Linked DNA regions of Sus scrofa: all the other regions are linked to region 1. A link is a contact called in public Hi-C data. All regions are on one chromosome and are shown on one strand. The core of a region is the stretch at or near the end of the contact, and the rest is flanking DNA. Distances in the headings are between cores, read along the strand shown.

What was found. A called contact is a pair of places that touch in the nucleus more often than the background predicts.
Region 2: a contact with region 1 is called in a Hi-C map of liver, with 9 times the contacts expected there. The contact joins the promoter of ECSIT here to the promoter of EPOR in region 1. A contact is called at or near these places in 5 of 47 Hi-C or Micro-C datasets (embryonic fibroblasts, epiblast stem cells, heart right ventricle and 2 more).
Region 3: a Hi-C map of embryonic fibroblasts shows a contact between it and region 1, with 3 times the contacts expected there. The contact joins the promoter of TSPAN16 here to the promoter of EPOR in region 1. A contact is called at or near these places in 6 of 47 Hi-C or Micro-C datasets (embryonic fibroblasts, fetal liver, liver and 2 more).
Region 4: a Hi-C map of fetal liver shows a contact between it and region 1, with 2.3 times the contacts expected there. The contact joins the promoter of ZNF653 here to the promoter of EPOR in region 1. A contact is called at or near these places in 2 of 5 promoter capture datasets (fetal liver and liver), 4 of 47 Hi-C or Micro-C datasets (fetal liver, liver, mesenteric adipose tissue and 1 more) and 1 of 2 datasets of contacts at active chromatin or transcription factors (alveolar macrophages).

The regions. Positions count from the first base shown.
Region 1 is chr2:70,067,093-70,070,755 of Sscrofa11.1, reverse strand. It overlaps EPOR (erythropoietin receptor), which reads left to right and starts at 1,935. Exons shown (of 8, transcript NM_214292.1): 1 at 1,935-2,184; 2 at 3,022-3,157; 3 at 3,532-3,663. The coding sequence starts at 2,070.
Region 2 is chr2:70,168,973-70,172,226 of Sscrofa11.1, reverse strand. ECSIT (evolutionarily conserved signaling intermediate in Toll pathway, mitochondrial) reads left to right here and starts at 1,465. Exons shown (of 8, transcript XM_013987373.2): 1 at 1,465-1,614.
Region 3 is chr2:69,997,241-70,000,582 of Sscrofa11.1, reverse strand. TSPAN16 (tetraspanin-16) reads right to left here and starts at 1,404. Exons shown (of 6, transcript XM_021083874.1): 1 at 1,262-1,404. The coding sequence starts at 1,330.
Region 4 is chr2:70,152,685-70,156,416 of Sscrofa11.1, reverse strand. ZNF653 (zinc finger protein 653) reads left to right here and starts at 1,959. Exons shown (of 8, transcript XM_013987371.2): 1 at 1,959-2,321. The coding sequence starts at 2,017. ECSIT (evolutionarily conserved signaling intermediate in Toll pathway, mitochondrial) reads left to right here. Exons shown (of 8, transcript XM_013987373.2): 5 at 27-84; 6 at 201-349; 7 at 520-625; 8 at 1,186-1,555. The coding sequence ends at 1,436.

The sequences.
Region 1 (3,663 bases), core at 686-3,185:
TTGGTTTTTCTCTAATCTTTTACTCCACAAATATTTCTTGATTTCTTGTTACCGTGTGCCAGGCTCTGCTGATACAGAAATGAACAAAATGTTCTAGTGAAAGTGGTGAATCAATAACAAAATGTCAGGAGTTCTGTTGTGGCTCAGCAGTAACGAACCTGACTGGTATCCATGAGGACGAGGGTTCGATCCCTGGCCTCGCTCAGTGGGTTGCGGGTTTGGCATTGACATGAGCTGTGGTGTAGGTCACAGAGGAGGCTGGGATCCCACATTGCTGTGGCTGTGGCGTAGGCCAGCAGCTGTAGCTGTTTCGACCCCAGCCTCGAAACTTCCATATGCCAAGGGTGTGGCCCTACAAAGAAAAAAAAAAACGACCAAAAAAAGCCCCCATCAAATACATATTAGATATAATAAGTATAGGGAATGCAAAATACTACTACTACTACTACTAAACTGTTTAAGGGCTGATGGGGAGAGTGTGGAGTGAGAGGGTTACTTTTGTTTGTTTTTGTTTTTGTCTTTTTAGGGCTGCAGCTGTGGCACATGGAGGTTCCCAGGCTAGGGGTCTAACCGGAGCTGCAGCTGCCAGCCTACACCACAGCAACACCAGATCCGGGCCACATCTGTGACCTACACCACAGCTCACAACAACGCCAGATCCTTAACCCACTGAGCGAGGCCAGGGATGGAACCCACAACCTCATGGTTCCTAGTTGGATTCATTTTAAATAGGGTAATCAAGGAGGCTTCACTGGGGAGGTGATATTTAGACAGAGGCCTGAGTCAAGTTTAGGTGTGGGAGAGTTCCCTGATGGTGTAATGTTTAAAGATTCAGTATTGTTAGAGTTTCCTGGTGGTGCAGCAGGTTAAGGGTCTGGAGTTGTCACTGCTGTGGCTTGGGTCACTGTTGTGTGGCTTCAATCCCTGGATCAGGGATTTCCCCGTACCAGGGATGGCCTAATAAATAAATAAATAAATAAGTGAAGGAGTGAGCCTTGGGGATACTCAGAGGAAGAATCTTACAGGTGGAGGGAATAGATAGTACAGAAGTCCACATTAGCTTCATCATCACACAGTTTCTCCCCTCCTAGTGACAAAGATGTCTTTGGCTACTCCACCTGCATCCCTCATCACCCAATAGAAAGCAGCACCTCCTTTTCCTAGGAACTCAAGGAAAAGGCTCAGGATGGAAGCCTATTGGGTCCCCTTGTGTTACATGCTCTCCCTGAACCAATCACTGTGTTCCAGGGAATGGAGCTTTCTGATTGGCTAATCTATGGCAGGCTGATGCAATAAGGTAAGTACCACTCCTCCCCCAGGCAGGTACCTCTGTCTCGGGGGTTTTACCTCAGTTTAAGCTTAGCTCAAGGGAATAGCTTTTATGGTTTGTTCTATACTTTCAAGATTATTAAAGAACTGCACACTCCTTGTAGAATAAAATCCCAAGAGTGTACAAACATAAGCGTTAAAAGTCTTTTTCCAAAAAAATCACAAATGAAATCTCACACTCCAGAATACATGTAATTTTACAAACACAAGCTCATTCATGCATGCTGTCTGGCAGCACTGCCCAACAGTGTGCAAACACTCAAATGTGCCTCATTATTACAATTATTTTTTTCCTCCTCAGACGGGGAAGAGATGTTGATTAGTATGATAATATCAGTAGCTTACGTTTTCGGAATGTTTGCTATGTGCCAAGCCAGGTTTTATAGATGAGAAGGCTAAAGACCAGATAATGTAAGTCACCTGTCCAGGATCACACAGCAAAGAAAGTGTGTCCATGCAGAAACCAGAGCTCTTCCCACCCCCACCCGCAAGGAGCCACGGGGGCTCTGGAGGGCCCCTGCCCTCTCCAGGCCCAGCAGGGCGTCTGCCTCTCTCTTATCTCAGCCCTGGCTGCCTGCTAGTCCCGCCCCCTCGGGGGAGCTGCCACTTGGAGGCGCCTGGCCGGGAAGGGCCTGGTCAGCTGTGTCCGGTGGAGGCAGCTGCTGACCCAGCTGTGGACTGTGCCGGGGCGGAAGAAGGGGGGGCAGGAGCCCTGGGCCCCCCGTGGCAGGGGCTGCATCATGTATCATTTCGGGGCAACCCTCTGGCCAGGAGTTGGCTCCCTCTGTCTTCTGCTAGCTGGGGCCACCTGGGCTCCTTCACCCAACTCCCCCGACGCCAAGTTTGAAAGCAAAGGTAAGGATGGACCTGAGTTTGGAGGGAAATGCTGGGGCCTGAACGTCCAGCCTGGGTCCTGGGGTCTATGCCGGTTTTTGAACCTTCAATCTATGTTCTGGGGGCCCAAGCTGATATCTGAGCCCCTAGACTGGGACCTGATATAGCATGCTGGGGTCTATATCCCCAGGCTGGGTTCTAGCAGAGAAGTTACAGAGGGGCATTAGAGTCCTGTTTTATCTTTTCAGGGACCCTGGTAACATGCTAAACCCTAAATGGGAAAGAGCTGGTGCTGGGTCTAGGCCCTGCTGTCTAGAGTCTCTGAGGTGAGGGAGCCGACCCTCTAGAGGGGGAGGGAGGATTAAACCTAGGTCCTAGTCAGAGGGGCCGGACCGCAGGCTACTGTAAACACGGTTTTCAAGCAGACGCCAGATCCCTGGGTCCGCGGAGTTGAGGGAGGGGGGCAAGGGGCACGGTTGGCGCTATCGGGCAGCCGGGAGCCTGCCGGGGCCGATAGGGGGCCCCGCCTCCTACACACACACACTCACCCGCACGCATGTCTTGAGTTGGGGCGGGTCGGGTCGCGGGAAGCGGAGGCCTTGAATGCAGCGCTCAGCTCAGCCCGTCTCGGGGTGGGCGGGTGTGTGTAGCGAGACAGTAAGACACGCAACCGACGCTTGGGAGTTCGGGGGGCACCACTTCTGCGGACCCCTGGAAGGGCCCCCGCTTGGGCAGTGCGCGGGGCGGGACATTTCTTATCGGTTCGCACAGGCAGCGGGAGGGAGGGGAGGATGCCTTGGCCCGAGGACGAGGACGGGTCTCGGGTCTCCTGACCCCCTCCTCTGCCCTCATCCCCAGCGGCCCTGTTGGCAGCCCGCGGGCCTGAAGAGCTTCTGTGCTTCACCGAGCGGTTGGAGGACTTGGTGTGCTTCTGGGAGGAAGCGGGAAGCGCTGGAGTAGGCCCAGAAGACTACAGCTTCTCCTACCAGCTTGAGTGAGTCCAACGAAGCAGGTGGAGCGCCCTACAGGGGTAGGGGATGGGCGGGGCGGGCAAAGTTCCCCGGAGCTCGCACCTTGGGATGTCTCCTGGTGTCGGGGCCGGATGGCACCTCTGCTGGTGGTCACTAGTGGGAAGCCCGCGGGGTCAGGGTTGACACGCCCCTTAGTGGCCGGGGCTGGAACAGTCCCTTATTCACTGCTGGAGTGCGATCCCAAACACTGCTGAGAGGACACCGCTCCAAATCGGCACCAAGGCGTCGCGTACGTCGGGGCTGGGACGCCCCCTGGTGGTAGTGTTCAGAACGCGCTCTTGGTCAGGGCAATACTTCCCAAATTGCTCCCTTCCCTCGCTGGCTCCTCGGGGAACAGGGGTGAGCCGTGGAAGCCATGCCACCTGCATCAAGGGCCCACGGCCCGCGGCTCGGTGCGTTTCTGGTGCTCGCTGCCTACAGCCGACACGTCGAGCTTCGTGCCCCTAGAGCTGCGCGTCACTGAGGTTTC
Region 2 (3,254 bases), core at 216-2,715, 100 kb before region 1:
GTGGACAGTCAAACACAGAGAGAGGCATAGGAACACACCACTGTCACGCACAGACATAGCCCCACAGTCAGAATGGACCACTGTTGAGGCACAGTCATAAACACACATTGTCATATACTGTCACTGACATACCGATGGTGGAGGGGCACCCATACGAGTCACACCCATACAAGTCAGGGACACACAGTGTTACAAACACATACCAACAGCTGGACACAACTACATAATGGAATCCCACATCAGAGACCACCCCAGATTGGCATTGTCAGTCAGACCTTTATACCACCGCTGAGACACAGAGTTTCACACACACACACACACACACACACACACACACACACACACACGAAGTCAGAGATTCATATAGGTACAGGCACACACTGGTAGACACAATCACACACAGATATGTAAAGGGCTATAACAGTCACATGTGTCTTGATGGTGGGACAATCATTTATCCACAAGTTGGGGACACATGGGGTGTCATAAACACAGTCATCTACCCACTAGTGTTCAGACATGCAATCACACACACATTATTGCATGGACCATCAAAGAAATGTTGACACACCTAATCCCAGCCCCTCAGAATTCTGGGACAAATTCCACATCCTTCCACACACACAGAATGACAGACACCCAGAAGCTGATACAATCACAAGTGCACATGCAGCTACTGACACGTGGACACACAAAGTCCCACATGTACCAATGTCCACACTGACACACGTGGGGACTATCCCTGACCTACCCTCATACAGCCACACACAAACGTACACACCTTTGTTTGAGTTCTGAGAAACTACGAAAACCCATGAAAACATCCACACTCTATCGCAATCTCACACACACATACGCACACACACACAATTGTGAACATGCACACTACCCTACAGGATCCTCAACCGTCCAAGCGAGGGAGGTGGAATAAGGTATTAGTGTGAATCCCCCATAATAACAGTAGCAAACGCTTACATGGCTGTTCTGCATAGATTAACTCCATTATTCCATAAAACAAAGCCCAAAAAACAAACAAAACAAAAAACAAAAAACCTCTACGAGGTTATTATAATTGGCCATTTCAGAGGTGAGACTATTGAGGCACAGACAGGTTAAGCACTAGTCCAGACTCCAGGAGCTAGATTAGCAGTCCTTCTTCTTCCCTAACGTCAGCGCCGAATCAGCGCCTGGCACACAGTAAGCCTTCAAATGTTCGTTGAAAAAATGAGGGAATCCACATTACTTAGACCTTTAATATTTCATTCCCGTATTTCAGGTGGGCACTAGGACTGTCAGTTGAGTTCACCCGCTGCCTGAGTCCAATGTCCCAGCTCCGAAACCGCACAGTCTCTCCTTCCCGAACCAAGCTCGCTCATTCGTGGGGAGTCCAGCTTGCCTCGTTAGGGGAGGGGCCTGACTCACCACGAGGCGGGGCCAAGGTCGCTGCGCCTTTTTATTGGTGCTCCTTTCTTCGAGGCGGGACCTCTCTTAAACTGGCGCTGTTGATTTGCCGGCTCCCTGGTGGCCCGTGACCCAGAAGATCTTCGTGCAACATGGCGGCGCCCAGGGGCAAGACATAACCGGCCCGGATTCCGCGGCCGTCCGCGTGAATAGGTAGGTCCCACGCGGGGAGGCAAGCGTGAATTTATGAGCCCTGGGGCAGCCCCTTTGGGGCCAGCAGCGCGGAAGGGCGGCCCCAGGAGGATCCCGGCTGCCGGGGCCAGGGCACCGTGACCTTTTCGGGTACACGGCGGGACGTTCCGAGGAGAGCTGCCTTCTGTGTACCCGCCTCCCCACATCCCTAATCTCTAATCTTGGAGATGAGACAGCTGAGGCTCAGAAAAGTTAAAGCCGTCTCCCAAGGTCACGCCACAGGTTGGCAGCTAGGCTAAAGTTCGCTTCTTTCTCCCAAGGGCGTCAAAATCCTAGCAGCCAGCCTCAGAGCTGCTGTAGGTACACCCTGCCTAGGGGTTCAGATTTATAGAAGCTTTGTAGAAATTTAGCTCTTCTTATTCATTTGATATTTGTTGGGTACCTACTATATAGCAGGCACTATCCCAGGTGCAAAAGAGACAGCAAAAAGGAAGACAGACAAAAATCTCTGGTCTCAGGAGAGCTAGACGTTGAACAAATCAGAAGTAAATGAAACGTGACTTCAGATGCTAATTGCTAAAAATTCATTCATCAGGATGATGGGGCTTTAGATTGGGAATGGGGCAGTAGTCAGGGAAGGCGTCTCATTTGAATATAGACCTGAATAACCAGGCACAGCAATGAACTGACCTGGGGAAGGAATTTCCAAACAGGGAAAAGCAACCTCAGAGGCTCTGAGACTAGATAAAGTCAGCTTGTTTAAGAAACAGCGTAATGGGAGAGTTCCCTGTTGGTCTAGTGGTTAGGATTCAGAGCTTTCACCTCTGCAGCCTGAGTTCAACCCCTGATCTGGGAACTGAGATCCCACAACAAGCTGCTGCACACTGCAGCCAAAAATAAATAAAAATTAAATAAAATTTAAAAGAGAAATAAATGGTGTAGCTGGAGCTTCCAGTAATAACAGTTGAGTTTGGAGGGATGGAGCCTGTCTGATTTTTATCTCATGTGATGTGCAATTAGTGACTTTAGCCGGAGAACACTTTAGTTTACATTTTAAAAAAGCTCCCTATGACCACTTTAGGGAGAACTGGCTGGAGGCAGGTAAGGAAAGGAGTGTGGGTAGATGAAGAGAGGTCATGGACTGGAGTTGTGGCTTGCAGATGGAGAGAAATGGGATTGTTTGAGGTGGATCTGGATGTAGCAACATGAGCAGCTGATGAATTGGTTGGGGAAGTGAGGAACACAGTGGACTCAGAACCAGGTTTGTGGTTGATTGACTAGGAATGATGGTGTAATGACATCAGGCAAGGATGAGATGGAACAAGTTTAAGCAGGGGCATAAGTTAGGCGCAAAATAAGTTTGAGATGGCTAGGTATACACCAAAGTGGCAGTTAGGTATGGAAGCTGGAGCTCAGGGATGGTGATAACCATTGGGAACTATCAGCACATAGATCTTCATTTCTCAGACTTTAACACACATAAGAGAAATGTGGACTTTTGTTTAAATGCAGATTCTGCTTCAATAGGTCAGGGTTAGGGCTGAGATTCTGCATCCAAATAATGATGCCAATACAGCTGCTCCCTGAATAGCAAAGGTTTAGATTAAGGTCTAATCTCAGCTGGATGTTAGAGTCATTGGAGTGCTTTAAATGCTGATGCC
Region 3 (3,342 bases), core at 155-2,654, 70 kb after region 1:
TCTTCTCTTTCCTGGCAGCCTTTACTCATACTGTTTTACTATTAAAAACAATGACTTCTGGAGTTCCCGTTGTGGCCCAGTGGGTTAAGAACCTGACTAGTATCCATGAGGATGCTGGTTCTATTCCTGGACTCAATAAGTGGGTTAAGGAAAATAAACAAAAAAGAAAGCAACTACTTCTTTAACAGTGAATATTTCAGATTACTTTTTTTGAGGTGGGGGGCTGCATCTGCTGCAAGTGGAAGTTCCCGGGCCAGGGGTCAAACCCAAGCTGCAGCTGCAGCCTGTGCTACAACCTCAGCAATGCCAGGTCCTTAACCCAATGAGCCACCAGGGAACTCCTTGGGTTACTTTTACAGTAAGAAAAAAATGGTTTGAAAAAATGTAAAGGACAGAGAGTTCCTGTGGTGGCTCAGTAGGTTAAGGATAGGACTAGTATCCATGAGGATGCAGGTTCAATCCCTGGCCTTGCTCAGTGGGTTAAGGATCTGGCATTGCCGTGAGCTGTGGCGTCAGTCACAGACACAGCTCGGATCTGGCATTGCCATGGCTGTGGTGTAGGCTGGCAGCTGCCAGGCAGGCTCCGTTCTCTCCACCTCCTGCCCAGAACCCCTCATCCCATGATCCCTCATCCCGCCAGGGCTCTTCTCCCTGTGGGCTCTGCAATCCCCACCCCCCTAGCCTGAGGACCTCCATATGCTGCAGGTATGGCCCTGAAAAAATGCAAAACAAAATTTAAAAAAGTAAAGAACCAGAGTTCCCGTCTTGGCGCAGCGCAAATGAATCTGAGTAGGAACTATGAGGTTTTGGGTTTGATCCCTGGCCTCCCTCAGTGAGTTAAGGTTCTGGCATTGCCGTGAGCTGTTGTGTAAGTCACAGATGTGGCTCAGATCCTGCGTTGCTGTGGCTATGGCGTAGGCCGTCAGCTGTAGCTCTGATTTGACCCCTAGCCTGGGAACCTCCATATGCAGCAGATGAGGCCCTAAAAAGCAAAGGGAAAAAAAAAAAAGGTAAAGGACCCAGAGAAGGCAGAGAAATAAAGGACTCCTCTGCCTGATTTCAGCAGCTCTGGGTCGTTGGAGGCGACGCCTGGTCCCAGAGCGTCCTGCTCCTCGTCAGTCTGCCCTACATCCCTCCTGGTTCCCTAGGGACCACAGATCTGGATGCCAGTGAATTAGATCAACTTATTTCTGTCTTTGAAGGAGCCAGCTGTGGAGGAAGGGCTGCAAAGCCCCCAGGGACCGGATTGTGACATACTTACAGCCATGATGCCATTGAAGAAAGATAACAGTTTCTTCAAGGAATAATACGTAGTGTGTACTTCAGCCATGTCGGCCAGACTGGTGTGCTCTGACCATTTAAGTCAGCATCTTCCTAAACCTCTGGGCTATGTTTTCCAAGATGGTAGAGGTTTGGGGGCACCAAAGCTGACCTGCTCTGCCCCCTCTCTTTCCTGATTGCCTCTTTCTCTGCATGGAAGGGGGTCTAGCAGCTGCCTCTCTTCAGTCATCAGCCTTTATCACATCACAATCAGATGCCAGAGCAAGGATCCTAGTGCTAGGGAAGTAGGTGCCCCAAACTGCACCCTGCTGGTTCCTCATTCTCCAAATGGGTCACACCAAGGATGGAGAAGAGACATGGTGTGCCACCCTGGTACCCCTTTGATGCTACCCAGGCCCTGTGGGCATAGTGCTCAGCACTGACCAACTATGTAGCTAATGCCCCCACTAGACTGGAACCTCCTAGTGGACAGGGGCCTGGGTTCTCCTACCCATGGCTATGTTCCCAAAGCCTGATACACAGTGGTGCTCAAGAAACCTCTGTGGAATGAACAAAGAGGTTCCACAAAGCAGGAATCTAGCTGCAAGCCTTCAGGTTCCCCAAGTCCCTCCCTACACCTTAGCTCACTGAGTTCATCCTCTTCACAGAGCTCAGAGAGGCCAAGGTAACTGCCCACAGCCACACAGGCAGCAGAGCCAAGGCTGGGCTTTGGAGTTCCCAGAGTGATACAAAGGTAAGAACTCAGACCCCTGTGTACCTGAGAGCCTGTACTTTCTCCATCCAAGGTCTGCTCATCCACAGCTAGTGAAGATACTGTCCTTGAGCCCATGTGTCATTGATCACTAGGCCTTTCTTGATAACACAGACACAGAGGGCATCTCACAGCAAAAAAATGTACTTGTAGGCTCTGATGGCTCCCAGGCCCAGTTCCTTGCAGCCACTAGCCCCTACTGTCTCTCTCTCTCCACCCCATCTAGGTCCAAGCCTGTGCTCCTCCGTGCAGCTTGTCTGTGGCCAGGTCCTGGAGGGCTCAGGGTTTTCATGATCTTCGGTAACTCCCAAGGCCCAACTAAAGAAAGAAAATACTTTCCACTTGAATTAACTGAATGAATGTTTGTCAAATTGCCTGCTCCTTGGAACATGTAAAACTAAGCAAGATGTTTCTGAAGGCGTCACTGTCTCCTCCCTGGACCATGGGTCACATCAATGCTAGGAGTGCGTCCTTCCACATCTTTTTCTAAAAGGTCATTTGAAATAAGGAGCCTCAGAACTAGGATCTGAGGGCCCAAAAATAGGAGTACAAAGGTGGGGAGAAAACAGAGGCAAAGAGCAGGACAGAAGGACGGCAAAAGAGGGAGGGAAAATGAAGGACAGATATAGGGCAGGGAAGGTGGGGGGGCAGAGTGGTGTGGACGTAGGGTCCTGCTCCAAAGGTAAGCAGCCCTGGCCGAAACTGGGAAATGAGTACCTAACGCTGGACGTGGCTGGAGCCCCAGAGACAGCCCCGCCCCCGAGGCAGCCCCGTCCCCGAGGCAGCCCCGCCCCGAGGCAGCCCCGCCCCGAGGCAGCCCCGCCCCCGCCCCGCCCCGACTTCCCAGCAAGACGGAGGCCCACGTCCCGGCCTCGCGCACCCCCTGGTGGCCATCAGAGAAAATACTGCCCTTCCTACTCGCCGAGTCTGACTCTCCTAGCCAGATACATCTATTTTTTTTACTTTTTTATTATTTGCTTTTTAGGGCCGCACCCACGGCACATGGAAGTTCCCAGGATAGCGGTCAAATCGGAGCTACGGCTGCGGGCCTGTGGCACAGCCACAGCAAAGGTGGATCCTAGTCGAATCTGCTACTTAGGCCACAGCTCACAGCAACGCTGGATTTCCCAACCCACTGAGCCAGGCCAGGGATGGAACTCTCATCCTCATGGAAATCGATTCGTTTCTGCTGCGCCACAACGGGAACTCCCAGATACACCAAAATGTGCCTCTGTCCCCCAGGGCCGCCACTCAGCACTCCGGCGTGAGGAAATGGAGAGGCAAGACCCACCCCTAAGTCCCCCCAACAC
Region 4 (3,732 bases), core at 710-3,209, 86 kb before region 1:
AGATCCACCCTGACTTTTCCTTGCAGATGTCTTTGCCTGAAGACTCCAAAGATGCAGTGGATCCCACAGAGCCACACATTGTAGGTAAGGTCCTGCGGTTGGGGCGCCAAGTTCCCACTGGACCTGCTGGGTGGGCTTCCTGGGCCTTTGGGCACAGCCCCTCAACCAGGACACCCCGGATATGTGTGTCTCCACACCAGGAATCCAGAGTCCTGATCAGCAGGCCGCCCTGGCCTGCCACGACCCAGCCCGGCCTATCTTCGTCGAGGGCCCCTTCTCCTTGTGGCTTCGAGACAAATGTGTCTATTACCACATCCTCAGAGCTGACCTGCTGCCCCCTGAGGAGAGGGTGAGGGCCCAAAGTGGGAGTCTGGGGTGGGGAGAATGAGTAGGCTTAGAGATAAGGAGGAGTGTGGGAGGGAAGGGGGGAATGGAAGAGCAGAGACCCAGGGGAGAGGTGGCAGGTGACTGGGACATCCTGGGCCGCTGACCCTGCCTGCACCCTCCTCCCTGGGGTAGAAAGTGGAGGAGATTCCAGAGGAGTGGAGCCTCTACTACCCGATGCAGCTAGACCTGGCCTACGAGAGGAGCGGCTGGGATGACTACAAGTTTAACATCAATGAAGGTACAAACTGGGATGGATAGGATTCCGAACACTGCATGGGATGAGGCTGGAGTCGAGGGGTAGGGCCCAGGTGGCGACCTAGCCCAGTAACACACAACAGAGGCCCAAGTACACACACACACACACACACACACACACACACACACACACACACACACACACACACCCCTCCTAAGGGCTCCAGATCTGTCTGCCTCAGTCATTTCCTCCTACACATTTATGGAGCACCTCTGTGCTGGCTACTCAGCATGACCCTCAGGCAGTTCAGGCCAATGGTGGAACAGGCAAGTTGCATTCTTGAGGTCCCAGATGAGGAGCACACAACTCAGTCTCAGGTGGGAGTCAGGAGGCTTTCCTGGTGGAACCTTGAATCAGGAGGCATCACCCAGGTGAAGTGTGGGATGGACAGGTTAGGCAGACGGATGGAATAGCTTGAGCAAAGGCTTAGACACACACAAAGTCCAAAGGAAGCTTAAAGCTCTCTTGGTCTGAAGGGGTGTGGGCATGAGGGACTGCTGCAGTTCCCACTGCACAAACTAAGGGCCTGTCTCTCCCAACAGTGGAGGAAGGCCCTGTCTTCGCCATATGCATGGCGGGTGCCCATGACCAGGCCACACTGGCCAAGTGGATCCAGGGTCTGCAGGAGACCAACCCAGCCCTGGCCCGGATCCCGGTGGTCTTCCGCCTGGCAGGGTCCGCTGGGGAGCTTCTGGCGTCCTCCTCAGGGCCGGAAGGGTCCTCCCCACCCCCATCGGAGGGCCAGGAAGAGGAGGACGACAATCAGCAGAGACAGCAGCAGGGCCAGAGCTGAGCCTGAGCGGTCATAGGTGCACAAGCTGTGGACCGGTGTGAAGGGGTGAGGTAACCTTTGAGTGTTCAGCAAATAAATAAAAGTTTTCCGGCTTGGGGCTGCCTGGCCTCCTCTCTGGCAGTGTGGTTCCCAGCCCCTTTAACGCCTGGTGTCGCGGCTTCTCAGGGGCCCGCCAGCATTCAGAACTGACAAGTTGGGGCCCAGGCCTTCTCTCTCCCTTCACCTGGCCCTCACTCTTTCCTTGTCATCCCCAGAAAGCATTCAGGATGAAGGTGCGGAGGAAGAAGGCTCCAACCCCCCAGGCTCTACAGGCTCTCCTGGCTCTCTTTTCTCGAGTCAGACTCAAACTTCAGTTTTCCCTTCCCTTTCTGCGAAGTCAGAGAGTTTAACTGAAAAGGGAAAAAGATAGCGGATTTTTGCCCGCGCTTACTGCGCGCGTGCGCAATTTCCGCTCGCGGTCTCCTTTTGGCGCCGCGGGGCAGTGAGAGTCCATGAGAAATTTCCCGTCGGCGCGGAACATGCGCGCCACTTCCGGCCGGGCTCCTAACAACGGGGGAGGCTGGTAACCAGGGAGGGGGGGATGGCGGAGCGGGCGCCCGAGCCCGAGGCGGAGGCGGAGGCTGAGGCTGAGGCGGGCGCAGGCGGGGAGGCGGCCGCCGAGGAAGGCGCGGCGGGTCGCAAGGCGCGGGGTCGGCCGCGGCTTACGGAGTCGGACCGGGCCCGGCGGCGGCTCGAGTCCCGGAAGAAGTACGACGTGCGGCGCGTGTACCTGGGCGAGGCGCACGGGCCCTGGGTGGACCTGCGGCGCCGCAGCGGCTGGAGCGACGCCAAGCTCGCCGCCTACCTCATCTCGCTGGAGCGCGGCCAGCGTAGCGGCCGCCACGGGTGAGGGGGCTCGGCCCGAGGGAGGAAGGGAGGAAGGGAGGGAGGGAGCGAGGGAGGAGACGCCCCCATCCCCCGCTGAGCTTGGTCCCGCCCCCTCCACCCCAGGCCCCTCCCCTGGCACCTGTGAGCCCCGCCCAGCGCAGGGACTGCAGGCCTGAGTCTCTGACTGCTGGTCCTGGGACGCGCCTGGCTCGTGGCTCCGCCTCCTGTCGCTCTGAATGCCCAATCCTAGGATGCGCCCAGCCTCTCAACCCGCCTCCTGGGCGCTTGGCCCCGCCCTCTAAAGCTCTGGCTGCCCAATCCTGGTTCCCGGCTCACCTCCAAGCATTCTAAAAGTCCAGGCCCTAGAGGGGTGGCCCGCCTCCTGAGGCTTCAAGGGTCGGAGGTCCCTGCTGGCCTCCGGACTTTCACAGGCCTCATCCCCTAAAATCTCCACAGTGTAGCCTGGGGTTGTGACTGGACACCCCAGGCCACACAGCACTATCCTTCATGAGGTTCGTGACCCATCTGGGACTGCATGTGACCCCATTCCCTAGGCCCCACGTTCCCAGAGGACTGCTCACAATCCAAGCTGCATACCCCTAAACCTTTTGGCTCCTAGGCTGCAGCTCTGCTCAGTGAGACTCGGGTGAAGAGGAAACCCCGAGTTAGCTGCTCAGGTGGAGGGCAGGGGCCTTGCAGAATCTCATTCTTGACAATGAGCAGTATGGATGGAATTTTTCTCTTCTTGTCTTATACGTTGATGTGATGATTAAATGAGTTAAAATAGAACAAAGGGCTTAGCACAGTGCTTGGGGTACATAGTGAGAAGTCCAGGTATTAGCTGTTGATTTTGTTCTCTGTCATGAACAGTGCTGCCACAAGGTCCTTGATCTGCCCTGGTTTTCACTTGTACACATCCACATGTTTCTCTGGGGGAGATTCTGAGGGCTGACTCAACCAGAACCTGGTGAATTGTACCCACCCAGAGTGGCAGGCTAGTTTATATTCCCAAGAGTAGGCAGGAAATGCTGGGCGCTTATGAAACCTCAAGCCAGTGTCCCAACTATTGGAGTTTCTAATTCAGTTAGTTGGAGTGGAATTTTTTTTTCTGAAGAATTCAGGGAGACTTACTGTGTAGCTGGAGTTGAGAACTATTAGCCAAAGGGAACCCCTGGAGGTTCCTAGGCTGAAAGTACTATTTGCAGAAGCTTGTTTGGCTGAGCTGGTGCTGTGTGGGCCTGAACCAACCCAGGCAGTGTGACACAAAACCCAGCCCTATGGGGCACATGAGTAGTCAGGAAAATGCATAATCTCTCTAGGGGTCTCCTGTGGGTAATAGACATTACCAGAGATAGGAAGTCAGTTATTCTAGTTGTTCAATTATATAACCTATTGTACCTGGAAGGATTTCACTTCAAGGGCTATAAAA